Linked DNA regions of Pan troglodytes: region 1 is linked to region 2. Evidence: chromatin contacts called from public HiChIP or PLAC-seq data. All regions are on one chromosome and are shown on one strand. The core of a region is the stretch at or near the end of the contact, and the rest is flanking DNA. Distances in the headings are between cores, read along the strand shown. Region 1 overlaps ERGIC1 (endoplasmic reticulum-golgi intermediate compartment 1). Region 2 has its middle 5.9 kb from the start of DUSP1.

Evidence for each region. HiChIP or PLAC-seq counts read pairs in DNA pulled down with a chosen protein or histone mark.
Region 1: an H3K4me3 HiChIP or PLAC-seq map of stem cell-derived excitatory neurons shows a contact between it and region 2, with 6 times the contacts expected there. The contact joins two enhancer-like sites. A contact is called at or near these places in 1 of 7 Hi-C or Micro-C datasets (stem cell-derived neural progenitor cells) and 1 of 1 datasets of contacts at active chromatin or transcription factors (stem cell-derived excitatory neurons).

Annotation. Positions count from the first base shown.
Region 1 is chr4:170,601,708-170,604,407 of NHGRI_mPanTro3-v2.0_pri, reverse strand. The region is part of intron 9 of ERGIC1 (endoplasmic reticulum-golgi intermediate compartment 1); the gene reads right to left. Among named protein-coding and RNA genes, the nearest start is that of RPL26L1, 19 kb to the left of the region's middle. Within about 2 kb of position 1,302, at least 15 of the 24 cell types and tissues checked have an H3K27ac peak or open chromatin away from gene starts, as enhancers often do. A contact at or near this core is called in stem cell-derived excitatory neurons and stem cell-derived neural progenitor cells, where this site is marked.
Region 2 is chr4:170,427,752-170,430,451 of NHGRI_mPanTro3-v2.0_pri, reverse strand. No RefSeq gene overlaps it. Among named protein-coding and RNA genes, the nearest start is that of DUSP1, 5.9 kb to the left of the region's middle. Within about 2 kb of position 1,396, at least 22 of the 24 cell types and tissues checked have an H3K27ac peak or open chromatin away from gene starts, as enhancers often do. A contact at or near this core is called in stem cell-derived excitatory neurons and stem cell-derived neural progenitor cells, where this site is marked.

The DNA.
Region 1 (2,700 bases), core at 53-2,552, 170 kb before region 2:
GCTAATTTTTTGTATTTTTAGTAGAGACGAAGTTTCGCCATATTGGCCAGGCTGGTCTTGAACTCTTAGCCTCAGGCGATCTGCCCACCTTGGCCTCCCAAAGTGCTGGAATTACAGGTGTGCGCCACCGCGCCCAGCTGAAAATATGATCACTTCTTTAGGCAGCTGCCTCTTACACATTTCCGAGCACCTGTGTCCAGGCCAGGCCCTTCACTGGATGCTGGGGACACAGGTAAGTCAGACCCGGAGGTCATCATCAGGCCTGACAACCATGCAGGGCAATCTAAAGTCTGGGGGATTAGTCCCCAGGTTAGAAAGCATGAAAGAGGGCAGCAGAGAGGAACGTCTGTGGGTGGGGCTCCCTGTAGCAACTCTCCCTCATACTCAGGTTAAGCCCTGGCCAAGGGCCCTGAGCACCACTTGAGTTAAGTGAGCTGCGCAACTCTTCAAGAATGACAGGTTTTGAGTAGCACGCAATGGGAGGGTGTCATCGCCATCCGGTACTTCTTGGTGGGCAAAAACCATCCCGGCCATACTGGCCCAACTGGCACTTTGTGACTTCTGGCTCTTCCTCCAAATTAAAATAAACCATGCAAGGAAAGAGATCTGACACCTCTGAAGCCATCCAGTCTGTCACCACAACCCACTTGAAGGCAATCTCAATCTCAAAAAGGGAGCTACAGCAAGTGGCAGAGGACAAATGTGTGTGTGGGAGGGGAGCACTTTGGAGGGGATTACTTGCATGTTGTCAAACACGATCTGTTTATTCCCTTGGCGCTGGAATGTTCTGATATAGCACAGAGCATCGCTCTGAGCAAGGTGCCCCACGTGCCGAGAGAGAGAAGCTCCAAGAAGCCTGGCTAAAGACTTCCAGGAGGAAAAACTGCTGTAGGCTAGGGATAAACAAGCCCTTTTGGGACAATGAGATCCTGGAGGGGGCAACCTGGAAGCAGCCAGGTACTAAACACTTGGCAATGCATCTGGGAGGCCCCACCTGCCTCTACCCTCCCTCCAGCCCACCCACAGCTGCCTCCCAGCCCCGCAGCCACCACATGACGACATCCCGACCTAAGCCCCTCTTCATCTGCAGCCCCTCTAAGGAGCTATTTGCAGAGGCCCCCATTTGCCGTTTAGGGGCTTTGCACGCAAGTGTTTGATTTTAAAAAGAGAGAAAGAGAAGCCACAGCAGGTGCCTCCACTTCCATCCCGGCCCCACCCCGCCCTCCGAGGGCTCCCAGGGATCTTTGTGCCGTGTGTGTACGTGTGTGTCTGAGTGCTGGCGTCATCCCCACATCTGCTGCCCTGTGACAAGGGCCTTTGAAGCTCCACAATGACGCCATCTGCCAGGGACAGCCGGCCGGCTGGCTCCTTCAGAGCTGACCCCACGGTTACCATGGCAACCAAGGTGGTGGCACAGGGCCTTCAGAAGAACCACCAGGCTAATGATGTCAGGAGGTTCCCTGCAGCAGTGTGGCCCACAAGCCCAGGGCTTTGCCAGCCCACGCTTGAGCAGAGGTGGATGGGGCAGAAATGGAGGACAGGCTGGTGGCCAAGGATAGGAAGAGAAGGAGGAGTCATAGAGGCATTGGGTCTCTGACGAAGGAAGGGTCTTCCCCGTGGCTTCTTGGAGCCTCCTGCTCTCAGAAGGTCAGCGGCTCACTGGGGAGTTCGTCACCTGCCAAAGGGGGTGGCATGGCCTTCATAGGACATGTTATACTGGGCACCTCTGCGCATAGCATTCCCTTTCCCGGGCCCTTCCTCCTCAGCTCAAGGCCCATCACAGGGTTCCATTCTTAGAGTTCCCAAACAAAGGGGATGGCGCCCTCTTGTTTGCCTGCAGTGTCTGGCGCACATCTCCACTAGAGCCGGTCACAGCTCCCTGTGCTCACTCATCTGCCTCTCCAGCAGGGGGCTCCTTCAAGGCAGGGACTGCGTATGATTCAGCTAACCCTGGTGCCTGCTACAGGGGCCGGAACATAGTGAATTCTAGCAAATGTTAAGTGAATAAATGAAGTCGCTTCATTTCTCAGCCACTTGCCAAGTGATTTCTTTTCTTTTTTCTTTTTTTTTTTGAGATGGAGTCTCACTCTATCTCCCAGACCCGAGTGCAGTGGTGTCATCTCGGCTCACTGCAACCTCTGTCTGCCAGGTTCAAGCAATTCTCCTGCCTCACCGTCCCAAGTAGCTGGGACTGCAAGCATGTGCCACCATGCCCGGCTAATTTTTTGTACTTTTAGTGGAGATGGGGTTTCACAATGTTAGTCAGGCTGGTCTCAAACTCCTGACCTGGTGATCCGCCCACCTCAGCCTCCCAAAGTGCTGGGATTACAGGCATGAGCCACCGTGCCCGGCCGATTTCTTTTTTTTTTTTTTCTTTTTTTTTTTGAGATAGAGTCTCGCTCTGGTACTCAGGCTGGAGTGCAGTGGCATCAGCTCAGCTCACTGCAACGTCCGCCTTCTGGGTTCAAGGGATTCTCCGGCCTCAGCCTCCCGAGTAGCTGGGACTACAAGTGCCCACCCCCCATGCTCAGCTAATTTTTGTATTTTCACTAGAGATGAGGTTTTGCCATGTTGGCCAGGCTGGTCTTGAACTCCTGACCTCAAGTGATCCCCCGCCTCAGCCTCCCAAAGTGCTGGGATTACAGGCATAAGCCACCATGCCCGGCCATTGCCAAATGACTGTAATGCCCAGAGTCTCAG
Region 2 (2,700 bases), core at 147-2,646:
TCTTTACGCAGAATCAGTGTCCTTGACTTTGCCCCTGTGGCTCACTGTCTGCCACTTGACTCCCAGGGTCTGAAAGATCCCTGTGTTCTAAGTTCTAAGAACTTATCCTGGGCTGGCAAGCTCATTTCCTCAGCTGGGTTTCCGATTACAAGTATGTTCATGCCTATCAAAACAAATCGTACCCAGTGTTTTTATCAAAGCCTAGAAATTTACTATTGTAAATATCTCTCTCCGTGGAAATGTACCAGCGACATCGAGTCTGTGACAGATGCCATGGCTGACTTCCCCGTGGGCTAGGGCCTTCGCTTTCTGCTTGGCAGGCACTGGCTGAACCAAAATTAATCTCCAGTGTGATCCACGCAGTGGAAAAATACAGCGGCTGCCTAAGGAAGCCGCCAGTGAAAACAAGTCACTCACTTCTCCCGGCTCAAGCCACTCTGCCTCATGCCAGCCCTGAGAGCCAGGAATGATGACCCCCGATCCCCATGTACCGGAGTCACTGTGTTCAGACCCTCCAGAAAATCTCATATTTGGCCTCAGACTGCTTTCCTTGGGAAAAAATTAATACCTCATGATGAAAGATACTTAAAGTCTATTAATGTGTTTGTTTCCCAGGAAGAGATTGAAATAAGACTTTTAATACTGATAATGTGGCAACGATGGTTGCCAGTTTTAGAGTGAGCACTGTGTGCCAGGTACTGCTAAGGTTAAGTAACCTTTAACAGCAATACCCATTTTACAGAGGACAAAACTGAGGCTCACTTGTGAGAAAGACATGGGCTGATGAATGTAAAGTGCCTGGCACACAGTGGGCCATGGAGAAATGTTTCCATCCCCTTGTCTCTGTCCTAATGGCTTCTGGCAGTTCTCCTGGCTCAGTTTTCCCACTCCGTAAAATGACCAATTTGCACTGGATCTGAGTACTGTTCTTCCCATCTCTCTAATTCTGGGATGTAGAAAATGCATCAATGCATACATTATGCTTTTCTGTGGTTTCCAGGCACCCATTATTTCATTATAATACCTCTAACACTCCCCCTCCCCCACCTCCACCGCATCCTGTCCTTGGAATTTTGCAAATCGTAGCTGATTTGCTTTGGACTTGCAGCCTCTGGCGTCCCTTTCCCTCCCTCCCCTGGCCCGTCAGAGGATGACATCATTGTGTGTACACCTTTAAGATTATATAAATCTGTGATCCTACAGTGGCCTCCATCCCCATGGTAACGCGGAGGAGTTTCCCTTTTGTGAGGAAAGCTGTCATGTCACTTCCTGCTGCTGACAAATCAGTTTAGGAGATTAAAATAAAGGGGGGCGGGGTGCCTCTGAGAAGTGCTGGCTGCGGTGGTTTCTGGTTGCCATACACAGAGGCAAACAATGCCGCTGCGGCCCCTCCCCGCGCCCGCCGGGTGGATCCAGGTCATCCCGGGCTGTTTTTCTCTGCAGGTTGCTTTCTGGAGAGCAGGTGGGAGGGCTGCTCACCTCTTTTCCAGAGCTCTGCGGGGTAAGCCTGTTTGAGAACAGCCTGTAGGTGCAGACCAGCAGCCCTGCTCCCCTCTGCCTGCCGAGGAGGTGTCTTCCACCCCGTGGAGAACAAAGGGTGTGCTCTCTGCTAGCGCCACAGTGGACAAAACTGCTCTGCCAAGGAAGATAAGCTCATAGCCACCTTTTCCTTGAATGTGGCTTTTAAAGCTAGGCAGGAGGCCCACGCATTCATTCACTCATTCGTTCATTCATTCATTCACTCATTCATTCATGTGTTCAACAAATATTGATAAGTATAGTCTCAGGGGATACTTTGGTGCAAGACAAAATTCCTACTTATAAGTAGCTAAAATTACTTTTGCTATTTTCGCTAAACAGCAAAAGTAATTTTACTTTGTCACTTGCCATCTCATGGCGCTATATTTGGGGGGGTTATAGAAATAAGATAATCACAAAATAAGATAAGGATGAAGGCTATGAAGGCAGGATAAACTAAGACCTGAACGATATAACCCAGTTGCCCATTTGAGAGGTGAACTGGAAAGAGGGCTCCAAGGCCAGGAGAGCAGCAAAGACCTGATGTTTGAGAGGTATGTTTGTGGACCAGTGGATACAGCGTGTGAATTGCAGTTGGCTAGACCTGCGTTCAAGTCCTGACTCTGCCACCTGTTAGTGGTGTGTAAGCTATCAAACTTTTTTTTTTTTTTTTTGAGATGGATGCTTGCTCTGCCGCTAGGCTGGAGTGCAGTGGCGCGATCTCAGCTCACTGCAACCTCCGACTCCCTGGTTCAAGAGATTCTCCTGACTCAGCCTCCTGAGTAGCTGGGATTACAGGCACGCACCACCACGCCCAGCTAATTTTTGTATTTTTAGTAGAGACACGGTTTCACCAGGTTGGCCAGGATGGTCTCGATCTCCTGACCTTGTGATCCACCCGCCTGGGCCTCCCAAAGTACTAGGATTACAGGCTTGAGCCACGGCACCCGGCCTGCTATCAAACTCTTTAACCTCTGTTTTCCCAATCTGTAATACGGCCCAGTAATATTGTCTTGTGACTCAGCTGCTCCCTATTCTGTCCCTCAAGCATGAGCGCCCCTCCAGAATGGCGCTCCGGAGGGGCGCTCGTGCTTGAGCGCCCACAAAAGTGGGCTGCCTCACCAAAGTGACACCCTGGGCGCGCATCAGACAACACTTTACTCTAGGCCATCAGAGCTTTGG